6 separate regions of the Mus musculus genome follow, and all the other regions are linked to region 5. A link is a contact called in public HiCAR-type, HiChIP or PLAC-seq and promoter capture Hi-C data. All regions are on one chromosome and are shown on one strand. The core of a region is the stretch at or near the end of the contact, and the rest is flanking DNA. Distances in the headings are between cores, read along the strand shown.

Region 1 (3,942 bases), core at 1,072-3,571, 780 kb before region 5:
ACTCTGCTCGAAGCAGTTTTGTAGACACCTTTTGGATTTCGGGCTACAGGTCAGATCAATGACAGAGTGAAACAATCCATCCAGTTTGACAGGTAAGAATATATAAACTATCTTCAGACAAAGAAGCTATGGACTTAGATGACCTTAGACACCTTACAGTGACCCTTATTAACATTCAGCTTTAAAACCAGTATTCTAGTAAAGTGACATTGTCATATAGGTTCTATGGCAGTAGTAACTTAGCACTTATTTAATCCAGTCATTTGTGACATTATAAACTTATTCCAAAGGAAGAAAAACAGAATTTAAATGCAAAAAGGAGAAGATGTTGGAGTCAAAATCCATTTTGGAAAAGAGAAGAAAGCAGATTTGTACATGCACAAAGCCACGCAGCTTCAAAGGAGAAGAAAACAGACCCGTGCATGCACAAAACTGCACAGCTTCAAAAGCAACACCGCTTAGATTAAAGTTCATCTGTTCACCCAAACTGAAATGAAAGCCTAACCCTTACTCAGCTGGTTGTACACAGCTCGACAATGCCAATTGCCGGGTGTGGTTGACTGCTTTCAACTACTCCTGGATGCTTTTCATCAGCAGGTTGTACAGAAGGATCACCAGTCTGTGGTGGTGACACCCTGCAACCTGCTCCATAGCCTCGTGTTTGTCTGTGAAGCTCAGGGCTGACAGGTACCTGTAAAGTGTAATCAGTGCTTTCCCAGATGATCTACATTCTACGCTGATCTAAATAAGTTATATATTACAATAAAGTGCTACAACACTAGTCTCCAACAGTAGTAAGACACATAGTTCACTGAAAACTTCAGCAGCTGAGTGAGTCATATGGTTGTGAAGACACTTGCCAGTCTTCATGGCACACTCTTCAATATAATTTGTCTTCTCCTGTGACTTTATATTATACTTGCTAGAATAAATTGTAAAACCATCCAGCTTCCAACAGTTTTTGTTTGTTTGTTAATCTTATTTAGAAGTTGCACCTGAAGGCCTCCTGAGCATTTAGTTTGCTGATATCCATTTTTATTTCCTCAGGCTTTTCTCGTCGGTAGGTTACAGCTCTCGTGCAAACACTTTGCAGAATCAGTTTATCCTTGATGGAGAAGAAATATTAGGATTAGTAACAGAGCTGAGTGTTAGAAGTGCACAGTCACATATAATTAATATAATTGTCCTCCGAGTTCACCAACCTTTTTAGAAGCAGACATTCTATAATCTGATGAGGACTTTATTTTATTATTATTCCATTGTAGTATCACTTGTCTAATGATAAGAACTTTAAGCAACCCGATCAAGAATGTGACTATGAATATGATGAAAAATATTCGCAGATAGCTTGGGCCAGATAAACATTCTGCAAGAAAGGAGACAAGTTAATGGGTTAAAATTTTTTTTAAAGTAAACCAAAGTTTTCTGTCAAATAAATATAGTTTACATTCTTATAATAAAAGCAGGTTTCTTTACAAGTCTCTATTTTCACAATAGGAGGTTGACATTACTGATTACTCAAAACAGTGAACCCTTCTTTGGAGAATATTCACAATTAAAATATTTCATTTTTTTGTAGCTTGCTATGTCAAAATTTCTTACCCATATGTAAGTTTGTTTAGAACAGTGACTGAGAGAGCTATAGTGGTGTGTACAGTTCAGTACTATGTGGAAAACATGATTTAAAAAGGATATTGAGCAGCCCCAAGCATTCAGCATGTGTTTTTCCTTTTATGCTTTCTCCTCCTTTATTGCTCAGCAGTAATGGAAAATAAAGTAAACATCTGCAGAAGCAAACTCAGTACTACTCTAATAGGGAAATAAATATTTTCTCTAAACCCTGGTGTAAGATTTCATTATTATTAGACATCATGACTCTGAGAAGTAGGAGTGTTGCATCTTGGACAATACCCAAATCTCTCGTCTCACTTTTTACTAATTAACTTCACTAATCTAGTCTGTTTGCCTCCACAAATTCATTATGTGTTCTTCCTCGAACAATAATCACTTGCTGAAGAAAGAAAAGCCATGTTAGGAGAGGGAAAATGCTAGACCTTTGTTTTAGAACCAGATCTCTGGCAAACTCTCACTGGAAAAATTTGTATAAGCTCTGTGCTTGCCTGAGGTCTACTCTAGTCTCTGAGGAATATGGTTGCACAATAGTGGGTATTCCACAGAGCTCACAAGCTGCCCCAGATTCATAAAACACTTCCTGGACTGAAGCATGTGTTTCTCCACCCATTTTGCACGCTTCAGGGACCTGGTCTGAATGCTGCAGTTGCCTAGGAAAGAGCATCTAGAGAGAGGATGTGCCAAGGCCATGAGCATAGTAGCATCCAGTCATAGCTGATTCTGGCTCCAAAGCTCAATGCTAACCCAGCATGCCTCTTAAATGAGGCAAGGTTTCAATAATGGGGGCAAGAGATCTTCTACAACTAGGTGGACTTAATAGAGACCATTGTTTGTGATTGGTGACAAAAGACTTTGTGGAGTTAAAAAACACGCCCATTCCTATTCATTGAAATGGGAACATCAGATGCCAGTATGGTACAATGCTTCCTTGTTAAAGATATTATGAGTACAGAATACAAAGTGTGTGTCCAAAGGTGGTGCTATTTGATCTTTTACAGCTTCTTTCCTTCAGGTTAGTGACCCTCATAGCTTATGTCCTGACAGATTGTGATATCCCTTGGCTGACTTAGTCTACTCCATCAGCTAAGCCAATCCTTAGAGGGGCACGTGGCTTGATCCCTATCCTGGCTTTTTGCCTGATGGGAGCTTAGCCAGAGAGACTGAAAGAAGACCCTGTAAGAGTGGTTGAGTGGACAAATAATTAAGGTGCCTAACAAATGCTCTTTTCCTTTCCTTGCATAATAGTTGTTAAGGGGAGGGAAGTCTTGTAGTTTGATACATTTCAGAAATATTATGAATGTGTTAGCCAGAGGACCCGTTGAGGGTTCAAGTCTGTATTCATTTTTCCCCAATGTTGTTATGATGATCCAACATTTGCCTCTGGTCATGCTTTTCTTAGCTGAGGTCAGGCTAGGTCTTTTTCTAAGGAGTTTTAAGGGAACACTGTTTGCAACAACACTTAAGTCAGAGTAGTGTTTACTTAACTTAATTAATGATATGTAGGGGCCCTCTTTATTAGAAAGGCACTTGGCTTTCTGGAGAGATTGCTGCAGCCTGAGCTGGCAGCACATGGGACTCTTTTCTGAGCCAAATTCACTGTGGGCTAAGGGAATGAAATATGGGAAACTAAGATGTGCAGGACATTTCTACTTTGCTATTTCTCCGGGGCTGGGTTTTCTATTTGTTGAAATAGTAGAATCAAAATGAACGTTTCCAAAGATCTGACTGTAAGTATAGCTTGTATTTCACAGGTGGTTTTACAGCTTAGACCTGTGCAAAGTGTTTTGAGTTCTTTTGGGAGTGCTCCAGTAAATTTTTGTTTAAAAGTAGTTTTTGAGCATAGCTCTCACATCTTTCCCATTATACATCCTCTTTGATTTGAGGTACTAAACATACCTTTTATTCAATACACTTTTTATCCTCTATTTTGTACATGAGATATAGGCCCACAGAAATTTTGCAGAAGTGCTTACATTTCTTACTTTACTATATTTTAGACCAAGGTTTTTAGCTTAAAAGCAACACATTCTTTCCACTGTGTCAAATTCAGAATTATCCACCTCAAAGTTGTTGTTTTTTTCTTTTCACTTTTCTCTTTTTCTTTTTCTTTTTTTTCCCTTTTAATAGGAAGAATTTTACATAGCTCAGGATGGCCTTGAACTCCCCATGTATCTGAGGCTGACCTTGAACTTCTGATCTCTGGGTACCAACTCCCAAGTTCTCATATGTCACCTGATGCCTAGTTTCATGTGGTGCTGGGAATTGCACACAGGCTTTACCTATGCCAGGCAAGTGCTCTACCAACAGAGC
Region 2 (4,361 bases), core at 483-2,982, 890 kb before region 5:
TATATATAACATGTATATATACACACGCATATATGCAATATATAAATTACATTAATTCTGTACTTGAAATGAACTAAATTTTCTTGACTTTTTTTGTTGTTGTTTGTTTTTTTTTCTAGACAGGGTTTCTCTGTGTAGCCCTGGCTGTCTTGGAACTCACTCTGTAGACCAGGCTGGCCCTGAACTCAGAAATCTGCCTGCCTTTGCCTCCCAAGTGCCGGGATTAAAGGCGTGTGCCACCATGCCTGGTTTTGACTTTTATATATACATTTAGTTTGTTTCCTTAGACACTGTCAACAAATTTTATAATTTAAAAGGAAGAGGGTTTGGATGATATTTGAAGAATTAAGAATAAGAATTCTTGAGGCTGGAGAGAACTCTGTGGGCCAAGCACCTGTCTCACTAGTATGAGAACAAGAATTCAGATCCCAGGACTATTTTAAAAACCCAAGCATGGCAGTGTTCATCTATGAAGTCTGAAGAATTTGCCAGCTGGCCATTCTAGCCGAGAAGTGAGCTCCAGATTCAGTGAGAGGTATCATCTTAATAAAGTACAGAGCAATAGAAGAAGACATCTGGCACAGACCTCTGTCCTCTGCACGCATGCATATGTGTGCATTTTTGTCTTAGATTGGACTTTATTGCTGTGAAGAGACACCATGACCATGACAACTCTTATGAAAGAAGATGTTTATTTGGAGGTAGCTTACAGATTCAGAAGTTTAGTCCATTATTGTTATGGTGGAAAGCATGGTGGCATGCAGGCAGACATGGTGCTGGAGAAAGAACTGAGAGTTATACATCTGGATCTGAAGGTAATAGGCAAAGAACTGTATGCCACCAAGCCCAGGATTAAGCATCTGAACCACAAAGCCTGCTCCCACAGATACATACGTCCTCCAATAATAAGTTCATATCTACTCCAACACGACCACACCTCCTAATAGTGCCAAGCATCCAAATGAATGAGTTTATAGAGGCCATTTCTATTCAAACACCACAGGTTGTATACCACTCCCTCAAACTGATATATGAATACAGACAGACATGTACAAAGAAGTCCTATTAAATATTTTATATCGGAACTCCTTTTATCCCCTTTTGGATTTTTTTCAGTTGACTAAAAGTTCTCAGTACCATTAAATGTAATGGCTAGAGACACGAGCTCTGGGGGTACTGATTAGTTCATATTGTTGTTCCACCTATAGGGTTGCAGACCCCTTCAGCTCCTCGGGTACTTTCTCTAGCTCCTCCATTGGGGGTGAATTTAGTATTATTATGAATCTTTTTATATACTATGTCTCAATTTTTATATTTCAGCTAGAGAATTAAAAGGCAGAAGCCTTTTGATAAATATTGTCAACTGTGCTTCATATGAAAACTGGACCACACCAGATTTTTTTCCTGACCACATTATGTAAACTATGTCTTCAAGTTCTCACTACCTTTGAAAGGCAGCTATGCTCAGTACTATACCATTATCTTCATACCATCTCAGCAGCACTGAAAATGACCTTATTCTGTTGTTGGTAATCTGGGAGGTTAACATGATCTTCCATTAATCTGCTTCAGGATAATGAAAGGACTTTAAAAATAGTTGATTTGCATACTGCACTTCTTTTGCTAAAATATGCTATCTCTGCTTTCTAATTTTCTTCCTCGGTCCTGATCTATGTTGCTTACCAGTGGACTCAATTGTTACTTTCTGTTGTCATAACGATGGACATAATTACATAATTACAAACTTCCCTAGGGGTCTAACAGGAAACACAGGATGCCTGCTATGTTCAAGGAACAGAATGTCCGATTAACTTCTTTGTAAAAGGGAAAGCAATAAACGGTAGAATCTTTCTTCCATATTACTTTTTATTTCCATTTTTATTATCATTGTTAGGAGGTTTTGCTCATTCTCAATTTCTTAAAAGAACAACCTTCTTATAACCTTTATATAAGAGCATAATATTTGGAATTTGTGATTAGTTACAGCCCCAAAGCAAAATAATATAAAATATGCTTCCTCCTGAAACAAATGTTAATTTGCCTTCTTGAAACAAATGTTGTTTGCTGGTTACTGCTTAACAGTCAACAGAAAATATATTTTGTTTATATGAAGCCCTTTGGCCACTCAAAATAAATGGATTTAAAAATATCATTTAACATCAAGCTTCTCTTAAGGTTAGGAGCAGCTATGGCTGCAAAAGAGCTCATTAGAAACTGTTTATTTCCTGGGATGGCAGGAAGCTGCTGCTGCTGCTGGTCTTAGCACAGTTCAGGGTTGTGTTGCATAAGAGGAAAATTACCATAACTCCGCCCCCTATCCTACTTGGAGATGTATATGAGGCCTAAAAATTCTAAAATGGAAATGCTTCATCTATTATGTGTTTTTCTTTAATTAATCCCCTTGGGGATAGTCACAGAATGAGCTAGAAAACTTCTTGTAAATCAGGGTCTTTCATTCCAAATATTTTCTGTAGACATGAGGATTTGGAGCTATTATTTTGTTTAGTAAGGTTCAGGCAATACATGATACTGTAATTAGGTGATGCAAATAATCTTTGTACTTCCATGCTAATCAGGGCTTGTCAGAACTCTAAGGAGGCATGAAGAAGCCAACCAGCCTGCTCCATGCTCTTTTTATTCGACTTCCTTGAAAGGTAATGCTTTATCTAGACTATTTCTGCAGTGCCCTGATAAGAAAAAAGCTTTGGTTCCATGGAGGGAAATGCTAAGGAAACCTCCTATCCTTCTCCCTCAGTGCTGCCTAAAATTCCCCAAAGATTCTCTTCTCTAAACAACTACTGTGTTTCAGGTTACAAGAAAAGCATTTTCCATGGTAGTATATGCTTTTAAAATGAAATGCTTTTGCTTGTTTGTGCTCTGAGGAAGATAGTGGAGGTGGCTTGTCATTTATTTTTTTGTTGTTATTGTTTACAATAAGCATGAATGGCCCAGAGTCCAGCCTTTGGAACCTTGTTTTGTTATTTACCCTTTGATAACATGTTTGTTTATTTTTAGATTTTTTTCATAAGCTCTTTTATAAATGGAAAAAATATCACTCATCCTATCTACTTGATAGAATTTTGTTAGGATCAAATAACATATCAGTAAAAATATTCTACAGCCTGTAATATTAGGCAACTCTATTGTTATGGCTTAAATTAACAAAGATATAATTTTAGAAAACTCTCCTCCTGTTATTTATCACTGCTTAAAATTTTGCTGTTTTGAAGGTAGTTGCAAAATCACTTTTGCTTTATCAATTTCTCTAAAAGATGTATGATAAGTGGCTGGGTTGGTGAAGTGTTTGGTATCCAACCATGAGAATCTGAGTTTAGATCCCAAACACACATGTAAAAAGATGAGCATAGTGGTACATGTCTTTTTTTATTTTTAAATTCCAAATATCACTGTATTTATTCTAAATAAAGGAAACACTTATTTGAAACATAACTATCCAACAAATTATTGTGTAATTTTCTTTACATTTAAATCTACAAGGCAAAGAATATTTTAAATGAAAGAGAAAGGGGTTGGAATTCAAATACTTTATCAACAACATCAAGTACATTTAAGCAGAATTTTTAAAAGAATTCTTCTTGTGGTGCTGTAGACTGAACCCAGGGACTTGTGGATGACAGAGAGCTATCCAACCATAGCACTACATCCTCATCCCTGAAGTATTCATATAATAATTCCAAAATTAATAATATAGTACAATTTTATAGCAAAGCATGGAACTTATAAACAACTGAAGTTCATTATCATATCCACATCACAATTACTTACTTTCTCACAATTTTTCAAGTAATCTCAAAGATCACATGATCCCCTATTGAAAACAGGAATTCTGAAAGATGAATTCTTTTTGCACTAATAGTCAAATCTAAGATGATTATCAATAAAAGTGGATGGCTTCTTTTTCCAAAAATCTACAACAGAAGTTGCCGTGAAACACAGAAGAAACACATACAATCATATACACAATACATTGAAAATGAAATTTGAGGTGGAGTTAATTACAGCACATGACAGATGACTGTAGTCACCTGTAATAATCGATTCACTTTGTTTATTTCTTCCATTACTTGACACTTGTGTTGTCTTTCAATGGCTTTCCTGTGCTTTTCTACTTCACTGCACTCTACTATGTTCTGGACCATATGGGTTTTGAGGCTGAGTACTATCTCTTCATGCTGCTGTATTTTGTGCTCTAGCATCTCACACTTCTCCTGGGCTGCTGCCATCTCTGCTAACTTCTGCTGCAGGGCATTATTTTCATCGTTCAGGCATTTCCAGTGGGATTGTGGTTGTTGTAGTTTTGTTTCGATACATGTCTTTAAGCCAGCACTGGGGAAGCAGAG
Region 3 (4,084 bases), core at 37-2,536, 960 kb before region 5:
TCATTTCCATATCACAGCTTTTGTGAGTGATACTGTAGGAGACATGGAAGTGCAGTATGAATATATGGCTCTCATTTCTTCTAGGTAAATACCTTGAAGAATGAGTAACCTGTGTTCTAAGGTACTACCACTTTAATTTTAGTTAAAACAGTTGACTATCTATCAATCTCCATCCATCCATCCGTCTGTCCATCCATCCATCCATCCATCCATCCATCCATCCATCCATCCATCCGTCTATCCGCCCATCCATCTATCATCTAGCTATCTACCTATCATCTATCTATTATTTAACAATATAACTATCTATCTATCTATCTATCTATCTATCTATCTATCTATCATCTATCTACGTATCATTTATCTATTATCTATCATCTATTTATTTAATTACTTAACTATCATCTATCTACCTATTATCTATTATCTATCTATCATTGTACTAACAAAAGCTAAATTATTTGATGGTAAATGTCAATAATTCTGAAAACAAAGCAACTATTAAACAATTTAAAATAGTTAAAATATATTTGAGCTTGTCTTAACATAAACACTGTTGCTTTAAGAAAATATTTAAAAACATTTATAGTTTGATTAACATAAAATTTGCTTGATTTTTGCAGAATTATTGGTTTATAATATCAAACAGTCTTAATGTAAAACATTTTATTTTTAATTTTAAACTATATTTGAAACATGAGTCCATTCAAGAAAAACTCTCATTTGGATTCTTTCTTATAAGTATTTATGAGAAGAAATTAAGAGCAGAATATAAGTTTCTTATAATTCAGAGGATGAAAAACTGCTAAACTATATACATTTTCAGACACAATAACATCAAAACTGTGAAGAAGAGGAAGAAGCATCAGAGAAAAACATTGTTATCTTCCACAACCTCAGATATTTGTCTGAGATAAGGCAAGGATCTGAGGTAGGGCCTGGAGGACCTTTTAGCAGGGAGCAATAGTTAGAAAGTATCATTATTTATTCTGTGTCAGAGTTTTAATTTGCATTGCCATTTCAAGAAAAATGTAAAGCTTCTATCAGACGTTCATTTTGTGATTTCATGTTTCTAGGATTGATTTTGACCACAATGATCTTTCAGCAGGCAGGTTCATGCATGGGTGCATTCTGACATCTGTAAGATGTGGCAACCAGAAAGGAATAAAAGTTACTTTAAAAAGGTTTTTGTGAAAAAAACCTCCTTAATGACTCCACAGACTTGCAGTTTCATGGCCACCAGTATCAATCAGCTCTGTTCTCAGCAGGCTCTGCTTACCACATTTCTCCTGAAGCCTAACCCCCCTCTCTAAAATCCATGGGAATAGAATGGTTAGTTTACTTTGGTTTGAGCCTAAATGAACTCTTTAAAGAATCTCTTTAAAGAAACCCATTAAGAATCCTCCCACCCTGAAAGTGTTCTGCCAAGACTAACTGAAAGCCGCAAAAGATTTAGGGTTGGTTCTAAATTGGAACCTGTGTGGGCCTTAAACTCAACAAAAATCCATCTTTATCAGAGGCTCAGAATATTAAACATAGGAACACAAAGTCATTTTCTAGACCCAAGAGAGTGTGGGACAAAACCATGAAATTCTACAAGGGAATTCCTCAAATGGAAGATATTTCTTTTTGCCTTTTTTTTCCCTTTTAAGTGAAATGAAAGAACCACAGAAATTTCTCTAGAGAAGGGTTGGGTCTTAGGGAAGAAATCCAACACCTCCACTGAGTTCTTTGTGATCTGGGCCCAGCCTCTGCATGCCTCCTGTTTCCTTAAGTGAGTGTAGTGTTGACTATCCCTTCATCTGCTTATATTAGGGGAAAAAATGCTTTGTTCTCAAAGTCTGCAATGGTAGAAATAGCTTCCATGATAAGCACTTATTCTCTGAAATATGAGAATAATTATATGGAATTTCAACAAATATTCAATATTATGATGCAAGTAATATTATAAATCACTGAGTTACTAGCCCTGTTTTTACATGAGTCTAATGATGTTTAGAAGACATGTTATTGTCTAGATAATGCAGCTATTCAAGTGGAATGGCTAAATTGCCTACTTCAAAATCTATGTTCTGATCTGTGTTCTGCTGTCTTTCTACAGATCCAAGATTCACCTTTACTGTCACAGTTTATAGGTGCTTGTAGGGATATGCTTTGCTTATCTCAGATGCAGGGAGAATTGCCCCCTATCCTCCCAGATCCATGGTTGCTCAGGTTTATTCGTTGACTCTGTGAGCAGATGCTCAAAATAGCAGATTGAGGCTGAACCTCAGGTCAAGTTGACTGATACCCTGTGTCATTTACCTCAAAGGCATCTGTATAGGGGTGGTGGAGTTATGTATGAAAGAGTTCTGGAAACCAGACAACAATGTAAAAATATTCCCAAATCACTGGGTTTCTCTCTCCTGACTCCATCTTGCTCACAGAACCTTCAGTCTTTTGTAGGTGCTAAGTAGAGTTAGACAATTGCTCATTAGCTTCTTACCAAAATATCATAAAAATGGTTCTGTAGCTTCATCTTAAAGATGAGGAAGTAATATTCTAATGTTTACTTTGTTATTTGTCATTGACTGGCTTGAGTTTTCTTCAATTTTATCTGAATCTGAATAGAGAGGTCTTAAATCAGATAGATACAGATTATGTGTGGTAGCATGTGTGTGTGTGTGTATTCATGTACATGGGCCTATACATGATTATATGCATAGCCATTCACATGTTAATATGAAGCCAGTTTAAATAAGCCAATGTTTAGAATCCAGCCTGGGCTACGTGTAATATAAAAGGAAAAGAAAGGCATAAATCTAATTTCCTTGGGAAAGGGAAATAATAGGAAATAATAATAATGTGAGGGATCACATGTGCTAGTAACATTTTCTACAATGTTAATCTTGAACTCTGGATATAAATGAACAATTAAGTTCTAGAAGCAGTGATGTTCCATTTGAGTTTATAATGGTTTCTGAGATAATTTCTAATCTAAGGAGGGAAAATTATTTTCTTTTAGATAAGTTGTAGTATTTAAACTTTTAGAGATTTTATAGTTCATTTCAAAATACTTTTAAAGAATTGTATTATAATTCTGTTCTGAAAAAAAGTATTTGATCTTCTGGACCCTATAGAATTGGTTAATAAGACTTGAATAATAATAATAATAATAGTATGTGTACTAATAAAATATTTTAAAAACTAAATAGTTATAAATGGATTGCTTTAAGATGATCTCAGAAGTGATCCAAATAGCTCAGTCAGTACAGAGTCAAAATTTTCCAAATGATCTAGGTATAATTAGATACACAGACCTGGAAGGAACTGTCATGAAGGAAGAAGTTTAACCTAACAGGTCTGCCAAGTAGAGTCTTATGGTACAGCACTTGGCTTAGTCATGATAGTGAGAATATAGGAAAACTAGGCAATCACCTTTATTGCTGTTTCATTAGAAGGGTTAGGTAAGCCTGCTCACAGTTGGCTATCCTGAATAACCCTAATATGCTCTGGGGCTTAGGAGACACTTCTAGTTGCCCAGTACATTGCCCTATGGTGATTAGGTTTAGAGAGAGTGTGAGAACCTGGTAAGGAATCAGGACAAGGTTCTGACTCTGAGCCTGTGTTTATGGGTATGTTGTTGTCTGTCTTTAGTAAGAACTCTTACTTAAGAGCAATCCTCTTAAAGTCAGTAAATTTTCCGTATCTCAAGGCATCAGAAAACAGGACACTAAAACATGATTACTACAGGGGAATATTTTTGTGCTATTGCTACAAACAGGACAAATGTTTGAATTCACATCTAAGGCATTTGTGCTGTGTGTGACGGTTTCCTAAATAGTATGTTTCTTCCGGTGCAGTGTGTTAATGTTCTGTCAGAGATTCTAGCAAATAGCTTTATGTTCTTAATATATTATGCATTACAATGACATTTTAAATTGAGAGAAACAAACTACAGCAGCATTCACTATATAGCTCTATCTAGTTTAGAGTTCTACATATGGCCAAAGAGAAATGAGTAGATTTTCTTTCTCAGAATGCTAACAATGAGTGAGGGATGATGGAAAACAGAGATGTTTCAACCTGAATTGTTTTACCTTGA
Region 4 (4,064 bases), core at 1,169-3,668, 870 kb before region 5:
TTTCTGCTTTCTACATCTAATTTGGTTCTTTTAATTTGTTTATTGAAGATGGGTAGGTGGACCCAGTTTGGGACATAAGTTGTGAGCCTCTAAGTTTGATAACAAAATGAGCAAATATCCTTTTGAATATAGGTTTCAGTTCAACTGTTTCCTATTCTGGTTATGTTATCTATCAGAGCATTTACCTTAAATATTATACTTTGTACCTGTAATCAATACCATGGCAGTGGGGATATGTAGATAATTAGTCTGTGAGTTCCTTCTTTAAACTGGCATGCCTTGAGATTCTGTAATATAATTACAACAAAATAATGGTTTGTGAATTGAAATGATGTCATTTCAATTATAAGATTGGTTAAGATGGTATGACTAGCCAAGACAATTGTGTAGAGGAATACAGAGAAGGTACTGGTATCTACTATCAGATGGTGTATCCATGGAGCAGAACTCTAGGGAGCACATTAATAGGCTTTTTCTCTCTCAGTGACACAAATATAGGCCAGATCAGAGCAGATTAAAAGCAGATAAATGCAGGTTTATTAGGTGCTCCTCCATGGATCAGGGCCAGGAAAGTTGAATGTCCTGGGGAAGGCAAGGGGATTTTATAGAACTTAGGTGAGGGGGGATTATGTGTCAGCTAGAGGCTGGAGTTGTGCCTAAATATGGTCAAAACTGAGCCCCTAGGCAGACACTCTTAGGTGGAAACACTCTTGCTGTAAATGCAAAGGTGAGAGGTGATGACATGACAGCCAGGAATTTGCTCTGTGCAGGTTGAGATTGAGAGAAAACAGCATTTCCCAGCTAATTCTGGGGCCGAGCAGGGGTTCTAGCCAAACATGGATGAAGACCCTGTAAGTCCTCTTGATCCAAAAGGTCGAGTCAATATCAGACTATAGGAAAGTATTCCGTGTCTGCTTTGCAGTAGATAACAAGAAGTTGCTGTTTGTATATTAGTCAAAGGAAAGAGTCTACTGCTCCAGAAAGGCCCCACACTTCTGAATAAATTCATAGTGTTTGTTATGGTTGACCTGAGGTTTGCCACAGGAAGCAAGACACAAGGCCAAATACTGTAGCCTGCCTTCTACCTCACACTGTTGGAAGCTTCCAGTACCCACTAAATTGACATTTGTCAAACAGCAGAAAGACAGCTCAGTACCTTGGTTTTGTATTTGTGTGAATACTTGTTTGCTTCCCTATCCTGTAACAGTTTTCTCTGAGAGTGAAAGAAACATTTCATCCTTCAGGGAAGCTCCTTAAACAGGAGTTTAAACAGGAAGGTAAACCACTCAACATAGCACCAGGAAGTCCCTGAAACTGATTAGCATCACTAGACCTCTCCCTGATGGAGAAAATAAAAAGCTAAGAGTCTCTCTCAGTGAAGTGCAACTGAGCTGCCAAGATTCTCAAACAAGCCTAGTTTTAAAAATGACTTTGAGAGCAAACCAACTGCCTAGAAGGAGCAAAAGCCAGCAGATCTGCTAGCAGAGGTTTGGACCAGAGTTACTTGGAAAGGGCACTATCTAAGCTGTGGAACTGTCTGCAGGCTGTGCAGCATGCTGTAAGGTTCCCAACTGGGAATAGCTTTGATGATGCCATTGTCTCAATCATTTCTGCTAATGTAAAAGTAACTCCTCACCCATATTCCTATAAGTAACCCCAATAAAACTCATTGGTTCACCAAGCTGGACTTTGGTGATATTCATACTTTGGTCTGTTGTAGATGTATGTGTTGTATCTTTTCAGAAAAAGTTTTGTCACACAAAAATTTCTACTTATCATGAACTTTGAGAGCTGGAAGACAATTTGCAGTTGGCATATGTCAGTCCTGCTATGGCACAGCATGTAATGAACTTGCAAAAACCTCATAGCTGATCTGACTTATATTTTTCTAATCAGAAAGAAATTGGACAAAATGGTTCAAGACAAACAAACAAACAAACAAACAAACAACAATAAACCAAAACCAAAAAGTAGCAAACTAGCATTCCTCCTGTCCTCAGTCTCAGCTCTTCATTCTTTCCATTGATCTACAGGCACTAACTAGATCAGCCCAGGCTCCCATTGTCATACATTAAGTTTGTGTTTTGTAAAACAGAAAGCCCATAAGTAGCTCACTGTTCCTTGGGGACTAAATATGGCTTATATTATAACCAGCATAGCTGCTCTATGCACTTCATCCATAAGCCATGATATTATTAATTTTTGTGCGTAGGCACTCTCTTCAACTGCCACATATTTTTTTTCTCAAATCTCACTGTGCTTTGTAACAACTATGTAAAGTAAACCTTTGTTCTGAAAAAAACCACCCATTGAGTAGGAGTGTGAATTCAAATGCTGAGGGCACCATGGCATCCTACAATTATTCAGTTCAGTAAGCTCTGTGTGACATCACACTTTTGTTAAGTATATTAGAGAAAAGAGGGAAAAGGCCACACTTGCCTCTAAGTACTGAATGGGCCTTTGTTTCCTTCTGTCTAAGCGCCCTCTCCCCCAACCAAGCATTTCTTAGCATGTGGAACTTAGGTTACATAAAAGTAAGTCTGTTTGCCCTTAGGTTACATAAAAGTGAGTCCCAAGTTTGCCCTTTCTAAAATGCTTCTTTCTCACAGATTTTCCTCTGCTTCACTTACTTTTTCTAGAATGCACCCCTGTCTATAATATCCTTCCTATTTTTTCAAAATTTATGACATTCTCACTTGAAAATGCATCACTCTTTCTCAGTCCCCAAAGTCCCATCTCCTTTCAGAACAAATGCCAAAGTCTGAAGTTCATTTAAACATCTAAATCAGGCAGGGGTGAGATTTGAGGTATATTTTATCTTGACACAGGAGAGATTCTGTGGTTCTGAATGTGTGTAACCAGAGAAGTTATGTGTTTCCAGAATACAGTGGAAGGACAAGCATAAGAGACAAAAAGAAGAGAGAAGAATTGGTCATGAGCCAATCTAAAATTTGCAGTAGATCCTATGGTTATAGAATAATTCTCGTTGGGTAGATGCCTGCTTTATGGACTGACTGATGCAACAGATGTGGGTCTATGATCCACTGGGTGAGAAAGGAGTCCCCACTAGATAGGACAGGCCTATAACAGATCAAGAGCTAACTGGATCACCTGCCTGTCTGAGCAGAGAAGCAGAACACAAAGCAGGTGCACTCCTTGCTGACTTGGCCTTCAATGTGATAAAAAATGACCAGCCCTAATAAAGACAACCTTGATCTCCATACAGTTCTTGCCAAAAGACTAGTGGGCAGGGCAGCATAGTAGTAGTCCTCCTGGAAGCTCCTCCATTCTCTAAAAGTGAGTTCTTTCTTACTTCCCTTAAATAGTCTGTTACTCTGCTTTCCTCCTTGTCTGTTTCCCTTTTCTTCTTGGGTATGAGATACTGAATTCATAAGCTATTGGCTTGGAGTAGCACCTTAGCTCCCAGAGTTAAACTCATTAAGAGCTGAAAAAGGCTCCACAGTTATCAAAGAACCCTCATCACAGGGAAGAAACTCTACCCTCTACCTCTCCTAGATAGCAGGAGGCAGTTCTTGGAAGCACAAACTCTGTGGATCTTTAGGCTTTGTGCATCTCAAAGATCTGTATTGAGGCTGTTTGGTTTGTTGAAGCCAACTTGATGGCCTCTATAATCTCTGAATCAATTGAGATTCAAGATTAATTTCTACTGTTTTTTTTTTTCTTTTTTGAAAAAGGTATACTTTCAGCCAAATGATTCCAATTGTAGCAGTTTGTTAATCAAAGCAATTGGACCGTTTTTCTTCATTTTATGCTTTTTTCCTTCTTTAGTTAAACTTGGTAGTATAACCTCATGACAATTCTTGGTTTCCATGACTGTTAAAATCCACTGGTCTTCTTCTTGGTGCCTTTGTGAAATGTTTATCTTCATTCTAAATGTTCCCTTCTAAATAAACTTTCTCACATAAACCTTTCATCTGTACCTAGCAAATGACTTTCACAGTAAAAATACAGAATATGTGTATCCATGCTTAAAATGGAATCAAGCATTTTTACCTCATTGTATCCTCAGACCACAGTATTTCAGGGTCTAAGAAAGTTACAAG
Region 5 (3,856 bases), core at 1,220-3,719:
GGGAGTTGGTGGGTAGGGGAGTGGGTGGGGAAGCGTGTGGGGGACTTTTAGGATAGCATTGGAAATGTAAATGAAATAAATACCCAATTAAAAAATAAAAAGTGAAAAAAAAGAAAATAACTATGTCTTAATCAGCAAAAAAAAAAAAAGTATTTGGAATCACTTTAGGAAACTCTTTACATTGTTTGAAAATGTAAAATATACTTTGTGTCAAAGAAAAGGTATTGTAAATGTCTTGCAGTTCTAATGTTGGTAGTCGGAATGGGACAATTAATTTCTTCTGTAGATAATAATTTTTTAATATATCACTCCTAAAATATTTGTTTGCTCTTAACTCAACTGTAGCTACTCATAGATTTAATCTGTTCTGGTTTAATTGTGATTTTCAGAAGTTTTGTGTTTTATACAAGTGATCCAGAATCAATCAAGGGTGGTTATATTTGGGTATATGACTAGAGTTTTAGATACTGAAGTAACTGGCTTCAAATGATCATGTCTGTCAGTAATGAACAATCAAACTCAAGAGGTGACATGTTTCTTTGTTCCTTTAAAACTCCTATATGGTTAACATCAAATGAGTGTTCACTATAATTCTCTCCCAGGGTAATTCTTTTCCACAGAAAACTACACTAATACCTTTTGATGATCATAACTTGTTTTCTTCCTCCAAAAGAATAAAAAATAGAAAGACAAAACAAAGTAGCTAAATTCAAACCAGAAGTGAAGTAGCATAGATGTCTCATTTCTGTTTACGTTTGACTTATACAATATTTAAATATCATAAGTATTGCTTTTTTAAATCCACAAACTGCTTGAGAAATTCTGGAAACTGGTTATCTGGAGGGAAATGTTTTGAGAAGTGGAAAGGAACATCACTAATTATCAGTCAACATCACTTATATAAGTTGTGCTCTGAATATCACAATAGCTGAAAATTCCTTAACATTTAATAACTCGCAATCCTTCTTTGATTTTCTTTTTCTCAAGTTCTAAAACTTGTAAAATAAGCATATCATAAAAAAAGAAATGAGAGTGTAGAAGTTAAGCTATGAAGCATGTTCTGAATCAAATATATAAAGGTAAAACTGACACTCCTGGGGCAGAATTAGGGCTTCTGTTTCCTCACATTGGTTCTTGAAAATAAAAAATGCGTCATGTAATCCCAAAGGAGCTTACTGTGTATTTGTCTGCATGTGGGCAGAGGCAAAGATGCCCTCATATTGTGGTCCCCTTTGTCTATATTTCCCTTCAACGCATCTCTAACTGAAGAATAAGTTCTTGAGAAAGATGGTTGATGAATCCATAACTCAGAACTCATCCAGAAAATTTTCAGTAGAACACCTTGAGATGTTTCCTGGGGGGGGGGGGGGGATCAGTAAAATATAAGCAATTCCACTATATCTAGGCTCCCAAAATTCACCAGAAAGAGCAACAAAATCACACAGCCCACGCTTGAGTCCCTGCCATAATGATTCAGAATTGAAGATGGTCAAAATCAGTTTTGTACTAGGTCAGACTTTTTCTCTGTTTATAAGTAATGCTTGTTCTGGTGTAGTACTTAAGTGTATGTATCTCAACTGAAATGAGATAACAACACAGGGTCTCTGTAAGCTGCTTCTGACTATGCCTCTCAGGTATGTAGCTATCAAGGAAAATATGCCTCCAGCAGACAGCTTCTTCCCTCTAGGATAAGAAGGTACAAAGTAGTGATAGCAGAATGGACCCTCTCTCTTAAAGAGCAGGCTCCAGTCTGGGCTCACTGATATAAATGAGTCCTCCAATGAGGGTCCGCTCAAATCTTTGTATAATCAGGGGTCTGGCTTCTTTCTATTTCCGTGCACTTGGTTTTCCTTTGCTCCTGAACCAGAGAAAAGTACATGTAGAGGAAAGTTTTGCATAGAATGAGCCTATATTGATATAAGGACCAGGCATAGCCACCCCTCCTGTCTGAGGCAGAAACCCAAGAGGAATTGAGTAGAGGAGTAACGAGTTTAGGATACTTAGGTTGGGTGCAGGGGCGGGGCGAATCAGAGGTCAGCCAAGAGTATTGGTCCTAGACCCACAAATACATCAGGATTCTCCCTCCTCCGTTAGCCTCCTAAACCCCAATGAGGTCATAGCAATGAGAGAGAATCAGATTCAAGAGAGGGGGGAGGAAGAGGACAACAACGGGGGAAAAAAATCCAGACGGAAAGAGGCCATCAGACAAGGTCGCTTTTTCTGGCGACACAGCAAGTGCTAGGAACGTGGTGCTGAATACCATCCACCCGCTCTGCCTAGAGACCTAGAGACTCACAGAAGCACTTTGCGCAGACAGGAAAACAAAGGAGGGAAGGCGAGAGGACAGGCGGAGAGGAGTTGTAAGCAGCTCCCCTTTATTACTAGGAAATCAAGCTTGGTTCCTCCGCCAGGAAGAAGGGAGCCAGAGAGGTGCGGAAGGCTCCTGGGGGCGCAGAGCAGAGACACGGCAGAACTCTGGACTGCGCCTCCGACACTGGCAAGGCTTCCGATCCAGAGTCCGTTCTCCAGAGCCTGGCTCCTCAATAAAAGCTTCTGGACTCCCACCCATCGCTCAACAGTCCCTGTGTGAACCCGCCACGGGCTGGATTAGCTGTCTTCTCTGGCCAGGCCCACGGAAATGGTTCTCTGGTTCTGAAAATCCAGACCTTGTGGATAATGTTTTGCTGGTGAAGAAAGAAAAGTTTGAGGAGCTGGACTGTGGTAGGGGGCGGAAGGGGCTGAGGAGGACTTTGGAAGAAAGAAGGTAGATGATCAGCTTTCATCTCTGAGCTGGAAGGAATGATGACCCAAGGAGAATGTGCACCAGCGGCCAGATCATTGGGAGCCTTTTGGTGCTCTCTGTGCTGGAGATAGGGCTGGGGGTGTCCAGCGTGGCCGTGGGGGCGGTCAGCTTCAGCCTGGCTCTCCGAGAGCACACGCCGCAGCTCGGAGACTCGTCCCCGGTATGGAGCGGGGTGTGTGTACGTTGAGCCATTTCACTCTCTCTTTACCTCTTTTCGGGGATGGTCAGTGTGTGCGTGCCTTAGTCACTGTCTCCTGGGAAAACAATATTATAATACTCCTCTGCCTGTAGGTTCCAATTGACAAGCTCTGCTGGTTTATATTGTCTTTTTGTGTATTAGGGAAGCTTTTTTCCTCTTCACTGGATTTAAAACTAAAATGAATGGCTTTATTTAAACTTGAGGGGAGGAGGGTCAGTTTGAGGATTCTGCAAGACTGACCAGTGTTAGTCTTTACAGGGTTACACCTGACAAGGGCAAACTCACTTGTTTATGTCTTTTACTGAAAATGTTACATCATTTTATTGTACAAAGAGCAAGCAAGGGGTAGTTATCTGTTTATATGTGGGCAGTATGCTCAAGGTGCACCGATGCAACAGTGATATGACCAAAATGGAAAGTGAGCTGAGCCTCTGAAAGGTCTGAGGAAAGATGAGCATTGTCTCAGAAAGCACTGCTTTCAATTTGCCTTGCTACCTTTCTCATACTCACTTCTGAATATTCTGTTGTAAGTTCAAGGCCACCAGTTAAACAAACAGCAGTAAGAAATGTAATGCCATCCTAATGGTAGAGTAACTCACTTTAAAGTGTGCTTATCTACTCAGAAAACAATATTGGGTTTTTTTTGGGGGGGGGGTTGTTTTGTTTTGTTTTGTTTCAGGTCAGGGGCAGACCTAACAAACATTTTGTTTGCTCATGTAGGAAGAATTGCAAGGAAGCCACCAAAATCAATAAAATAACTACCTGATAATGAAAAGGCGCTCTCTCTCTCTCTCTCTCTCTCTCTCTCTCTCTCTCGTGTGTGTGTGTGTGTGTGTGTGTGTGTGTGTGTGTGT
Region 6 (4,318 bases), core at 556-3,055, 920 kb before region 5:
AGCAGGTGTCTTAACTGCCAAATCCTCTCCCAAACCACTAAGAACTCTTGTCCTATACTAGTGGTGATAACTTGGTAGAGAACTTTTTTTCTAAGCTGATTAGAAACAAAAATCTTTCCTTTTACTATAATAATTCCAGTGTTTCCACTTACAATGAAACCTTTTGTGTAACTGTCTCATAAACCTCAGAAGCTTCAATCTGTGTATCTGCATTTGCAGGATGTAGTTTTACCATTTTGGAAGAAGGGAAACCTTTCTTTTTCCTTTGACTTCTCATGTGTGTTTGTTTGAAAGTCTCTTGTTTGAATTACAGCTTGATTAGACATAGCTGACTTTTAATTTTGACCCAGTTAAGGACTCTGAAAACAATTATAGGCACAGATAACAAATATTAATTTTTTATATTAAATTCTAACTCCCAAAACAGCATTTGGGTTCATGGACAAAGAAAAATTCACTGAATCCCTTGATGGAAATTTATATTCAATGCATTATTGGCATTATTATTATTCTGTGACACAGGCAAAGATTTACCATTAGACAAAGGAGAATGGTACCTGAGTATACAGAGGAATAAGCATTATTACACTTTTTGAAAGTTATTCAAGTTAATTGCAAAGGTAGCAGAAAGTTCAGCATCCTCTTTGTTGGATCTTATTATTTTTATATGAGAGTAATATTAAAGGCACTCGATTTAAATTGCTCCTGTCAGCCTTTACTATGCCCACAAACAACCTTCAAACCTTAGCCATGGGTTGTAGTTTTGTTGGTCCCATTTGGCCTTCATGTGCTTCTAATGCCTGATAAGCACCCATGGTGTGAGGCCTACTGTTCTCATTGTGGAGAAGCCCTGAGGACATAAATAAACCACAAATTCATATGACATTCCTTTAGTCAAAGCAAGTCACCAAGCCAAGCCTGAATTAATAGTACAATTAATTCTGTCTCTTGGAAAGCCCAGCAAGGATTGGAAAGTACTCATTCACAGTAATTCAGTCCCTAGCAAGAAACTACCCTATGAATTCTGCTGAGCTTCCATGCAATCCTGTAACATGTACAACATGTCGGCTTATAAATGTCAGACTACAAATATCTCATTTCTAGTGAAAGAACTTTATAAACACAAGATAATTTTGGGACATAGATTTCTTAATTCAAAACGATGCTACATGTCAACTCTGGAAAGTAGGACTCAAAGTGGAGCTGTGGGTTGTTGACCCCTCCTGCTCCTTCAGTGTCTCTGTACTCTTTTCTCTGCCTTCCTGGAAATCCCTGAGAGGATTCTGCAAAGTATATCTTGAAAATCACCAGTGTCTTGCTTCTTGGAGCAGACTCCACAGATGGTAAGAGGTGTTGGGTTACAAAGCGTGCAAAATGTTTGGGTGGGTTGGGAAATGTTAAGCAGAGCTGCAGGAATTCTCGGAAGCTTTAGAGTGTTGATGTTCCTTTAGAACTATTCGGGAATGCAGGTCTCAGAATTCCCAAAGCTTTTCTGAAGCAGCTCACTGTTTTAGATCATATCTTAGAGAAGACTATACTAAACAATGCTTTCTGGTAAAAGTATATATTTTTGTAGAAGTATATATCTGGCGCAGAGACCCAGGACAGGACTACTGTCTGAATTTTTCCTCATTTGGTTAGTTGCATTAGGAGTCTCCTTTTGGTCATGTTCTTGGGCTTCTTCCTATGACCTAGGCATACTTGGGCAATGATGTAAATGCTTTTGTGGGTATTTTAACCTTTGAGAACAATAAGCCTGGTTAATGCCTTTGTTTGGAATCAATGTGAAAGACATTGAGTGACCATGAGTGATTGGTTTCACAAAATGAAGGATTGTGTGAGCTGACCTGAAGTAACTGTGGTCATCGCCCACAGCATTAGCAAGCACTCAGGGATTCCCCTCTGATGCATTTGAAGCTTCATTCATGAAGAAAATTATAGATGTTGAAAACTGTAATTTCCCATAATACACCAAAATACACAAATTACTAATTTTCCCCCCTTTTGGTTCACAAACAAGTGGCTGTTGTTAATCTGTGTAATTTGTGTCCTAGGTTACTTGTTTGCAAAGCTCCCTAGACTGGCTCATATATCATTAGAAGGTAAATTTGAGTCCAGTTCTTATCCAGAGTTTCATAGGAAGGGTACATTCTCAAAAACCTGATGGCATAAGTAGTACAGATCCAAATTCCTGTTTTAGAAATGCGTATTATTAGCACTACATATGGATGGAAGAATATTCATGGAGAAACAGACTCTGGAAGCCTCTCCTTCCTCTTTTCCTCTTAGGTTGCTAACGTTTTGTGAAATATTAACTAACTGCTGTCATATGAGGACAATGACAATTAAGAACCCTGCAGTGAGGTGTGAAAGGGTGAACTCACCTTCACTCCCTTGCACCCAATTCTGTTTTAAGTAGGCCTTGTTTATTTCCCCTTCTACCAGGAGAATTTTCATATTTCATAAAAATAAACTTTTTGAAAGGAGAGCCTTAATTATTTGTATTAGCCATTGTACAGTAATGCTTCTAGTAATGTATCAATGTAATTACAGTAATTACTTCATAATAAACATGCACATATGTAATATATATAAATAAAATATAAAATGAAGTTTTAATTTATACTTAAAATATTAAAAAAGAATTGCTGATGTTTCTCTATTACTTCTTCTTAGATTAATACAATTTCCTCAGAAATATCACTTTTAAATCTTCTAACTTAAAGTTTTTAATATCTTCTCTCTTCCATCATAATAGTTTCAATGACATGTAAGAAAAGACCTATTATCTAGTGACCAGCTTACTCAGGCAACTCAAGCTCATAGGCTACAGACTGTGCTTGTGTAAGGTAGACCAATGTAAGGGGGCCCAGAGAGCTCAGAAAAATGCTCTTAGAAAAATGTGCCTATTGTCTAGGCAGGACCACACCCAGTTTCTCCCCATGGGATGGTAATCTGGAGTCAGCCACTTCCTGGGAGAAGGAGAAATAAACAAAGCCTGCTTAAAGTAGAATTGGGTACAGCAAAGGTGAATTTGTCCTAGTAGACCTGTGAGGAGAAATCCCTATTTAGCATCTCCTGTACATGCCTGATGGGAGCATGTATATGCTTAAAATTATGAGATGTATTGAGAGACATGTAACAGCTTGTCTGTTAATCAGGTTAAGAATCCACTTCAACACCACCCATACCCTCCAATATACAGCTTCTTCCATTTGCCTAAACTCAGTGAAAGTGCTCAAGTTATGTGGTTGCTTGGTTGTTCCATTTTGTAAGATGTATTCTATGAGTCTTCTCTTAGTTTTAATAAATCTGAACTTTCACTCGTATTGCCTGCCTGGTAAAATCCTCATGTTTTGCAATACCTGAGACCCTCCTCTGGTGACAGGAATGTCCATAGTGCTGAGCACATTGCTTATCATATGGCACATAATGAGTGATTAACAATATTACATTTCTAAGCATCACTGCAGTCATTGGGTTTGGGCAGATATAACACATGCTTAGTGTCAAAACAAGTTTGTTTTCTCCACATTCTGACTCCCAGGTGTTTTCCATCTCAGTATCCTCTAAAGTCTTCTTCATGTAACAAAGACTGCCTGCCTTTTGTAGAAGTTAGGTCTGGTTCTATCTCCCAGCCCCATGTTTCCAGAAATAGGACACAGGCTCAAAATACATTTACAAATAATTTGTCCATATAGTGAGGCTCTTCTCTGACTAGATCATAACTTAATATAGCCAATTTATTTTATCTACATTCTGGTTACCTCCTGAACAAATCTTTCCATGCCTGGCTCTACCTCGGTATCTTTTCTGCCACCCAGATGTTCCACCGCTTATTTCTTGCCTAAGCCATAGGCCATTAGACTTATTATTGATGGGTGACACATCCATACAGACATAAGATATTCTCTCTACAATTCTCTCTCTTAGTCTAATAAAAGGCTTTTTTTTTTCAAATATAAGTGAATTGGATATAGGGAATATAATCCTTACCTGATGTTTTTCATAATTGTGAATATTGTATATAATTTATTGATGTAAGGGAAAGAGGATTTTATTGGACTAAAAGGGGAAAGTGTAGAGAGAATCTCTTATAAGCAACATCTGTCAATAAAAAAGTTGATGGCTGATGAGCTGAGGCAGGAAATAGGAGGTGGGACTCTGGCAGGAAGAAAGAGGAAATAGAGAATAAAAGGAGATGTAGGGATAGACAATGAAAGATTCAAGCAAGATGCTCAGAGAGATTCTTGATTCAAGATTCTTGATTCAAGATTCTTGATTCTTGATTCAAGATTCTGAGAGAGGATGCTGAGAG

The links. Promoter capture Hi-C pulls out the DNA fragments that hold promoters and counts their contacts. HiCAR-type assays count read pairs that join an accessible place to other places. HiChIP or PLAC-seq counts read pairs in DNA pulled down with a chosen protein or histone mark.
Region 1: a HiCAR-type map of astrocytes shows a contact between it and region 5, with 2.9 times the contacts expected there. The contact joins the enhancer-like site here to the promoter of Tmem196 in region 5. A contact is called at or near these places in 7 of 39 promoter capture datasets (the 3T3-L1 cell line, 3T3-L1-derived adipocytes, the C10 cell line and 4 more) and 4 of 115 datasets of contacts at active chromatin or transcription factors (astrocytes, embryonic stem cells, fibro-adipogenic progenitors and 1 more).
Region 2: a contact with region 5 is called in a promoter capture Hi-C map of second pharyngeal arch cranial neural crest, with 6 times the contacts expected there. The contact joins the enhancer-like site here to the promoter of Tmem196 in region 5. A contact is called at or near these places in 7 of 39 promoter capture datasets (the 3T3-L1 cell line, HPC-7-derived erythroid cells, liver and 3 more) and 1 of 484 Hi-C or Micro-C datasets (bone marrow-derived macrophages).
Region 3: a contact with region 5 is called in a HiCAR-type map of astrocytes, with 6 times the contacts expected there. The contact joins the enhancer-like site here to the promoter of Tmem196 in region 5. A contact is called at or near these places in 9 of 39 promoter capture datasets (the 3T3-L1 cell line, 3T3-L1-derived adipocytes, cranial neural crest and 5 more), 1 of 484 Hi-C or Micro-C datasets (bone marrow-derived macrophages), 3 of 115 datasets of contacts at active chromatin or transcription factors (astrocytes, embryonic forebrain and stem cell-derived neural progenitor cells) and 1 of 9 other capture datasets (adipose tissue).
Region 4: a contact with region 5 is called in an H3K4me3 HiChIP or PLAC-seq map of stem cell-derived neural progenitor cells, with 5 times the contacts expected there. The contact joins the enhancer-like site here to the promoter of Tmem196 in region 5. A contact is called at or near these places in 5 of 39 promoter capture datasets (the 3T3-L1 cell line, hippocampal neurons, liver and 2 more), 3 of 115 datasets of contacts at active chromatin or transcription factors (astrocytes, embryonic stem cells and stem cell-derived neural progenitor cells) and 1 of 9 other capture datasets (adipose tissue).
Region 6: a contact with region 5 is called in a promoter capture Hi-C map of second pharyngeal arch cranial neural crest, with 7 times the contacts expected there. The contact joins the enhancer-like site here to the promoter of Tmem196 in region 5. A contact is called at or near these places in 15 of 39 promoter capture datasets (3T3-L1-derived adipocytes, the C10 cell line, cranial neural crest and 10 more), 1 of 484 Hi-C or Micro-C datasets (gonadal supporting cells), 3 of 115 datasets of contacts at active chromatin or transcription factors (astrocytes, embryonic stem cells and stem cell-derived neural progenitor cells) and 1 of 9 other capture datasets (macrophages).

Annotation. Positions count from the first base shown.
Region 1 is chr12:119,162,135-119,166,076 of GRCm38.p6, forward strand. It overlaps Itgb8 (integrin beta 8), which reads right to left. Exons shown (of 14, transcript NM_177290.3): 13 at 1,203-1,366; 14 at 669-1,105. The coding sequence ends at 983. Among named protein-coding and RNA genes, the nearest start is that of Itgb8, 74 kb to the right of the region's middle. Within about 2 kb of position 2,322, at least 73 of the 459 cell types and tissues checked have an H3K27ac peak or open chromatin away from gene starts, as enhancers often do. A contact at or near this core is called in 3T3-L1-derived adipocytes, astrocytes, fibro-adipogenic progenitors and 1 more, where this site is marked.
Region 2 is chr12:119,049,604-119,053,964 of GRCm38.p6, forward strand. No RefSeq gene overlaps it. Among named protein-coding and RNA genes, the nearest start is that of Abcb5, 85 kb to the left of the region's middle. Within about 2 kb of position 1,733, at least 7 of the 459 cell types and tissues checked have an H3K27ac peak or open chromatin away from gene starts, as enhancers often do. A contact at or near this core is called in second pharyngeal arch cranial neural crest, where this site is marked.
Region 3 is chr12:118,983,620-118,987,703 of GRCm38.p6, forward strand. No RefSeq gene overlaps it. Among named protein-coding and RNA genes, the nearest start is that of Abcb5, 19 kb to the left of the region's middle. Within about 2 kb of position 1,287, at least 5 of the 459 cell types and tissues checked have an H3K27ac peak or open chromatin away from gene starts, as enhancers often do. A contact at or near this core is called in astrocytes, where this site is marked.
Region 4 is chr12:119,072,878-119,076,941 of GRCm38.p6, forward strand. No RefSeq gene overlaps it. Among named protein-coding and RNA genes, the nearest start is that of Abcb5, 110 kb to the left of the region's middle. Within about 2 kb of position 2,419, at least 19 of the 459 cell types and tissues checked have an H3K27ac peak or open chromatin away from gene starts, as enhancers often do. A contact at or near this core is called in stem cell-derived neural progenitor cells, where this site is marked.
Region 5 is chr12:119,943,658-119,947,513 of GRCm38.p6, forward strand. It overlaps Tmem196 (transmembrane protein 196), which reads left to right and starts at 2,470. Exons shown (of 5, transcript NM_001294154.2): 1 at 2,470-2,963. The coding sequence starts at 2,817.
Region 6 is chr12:119,026,581-119,030,898 of GRCm38.p6, forward strand. No RefSeq gene overlaps it. Among named protein-coding and RNA genes, the nearest start is that of Abcb5, 62 kb to the left of the region's middle. Within about 2 kb of position 1,806, at least 28 of the 459 cell types and tissues checked have an H3K27ac peak or open chromatin away from gene starts, as enhancers often do. A contact at or near this core is called in second pharyngeal arch cranial neural crest, where this site is marked.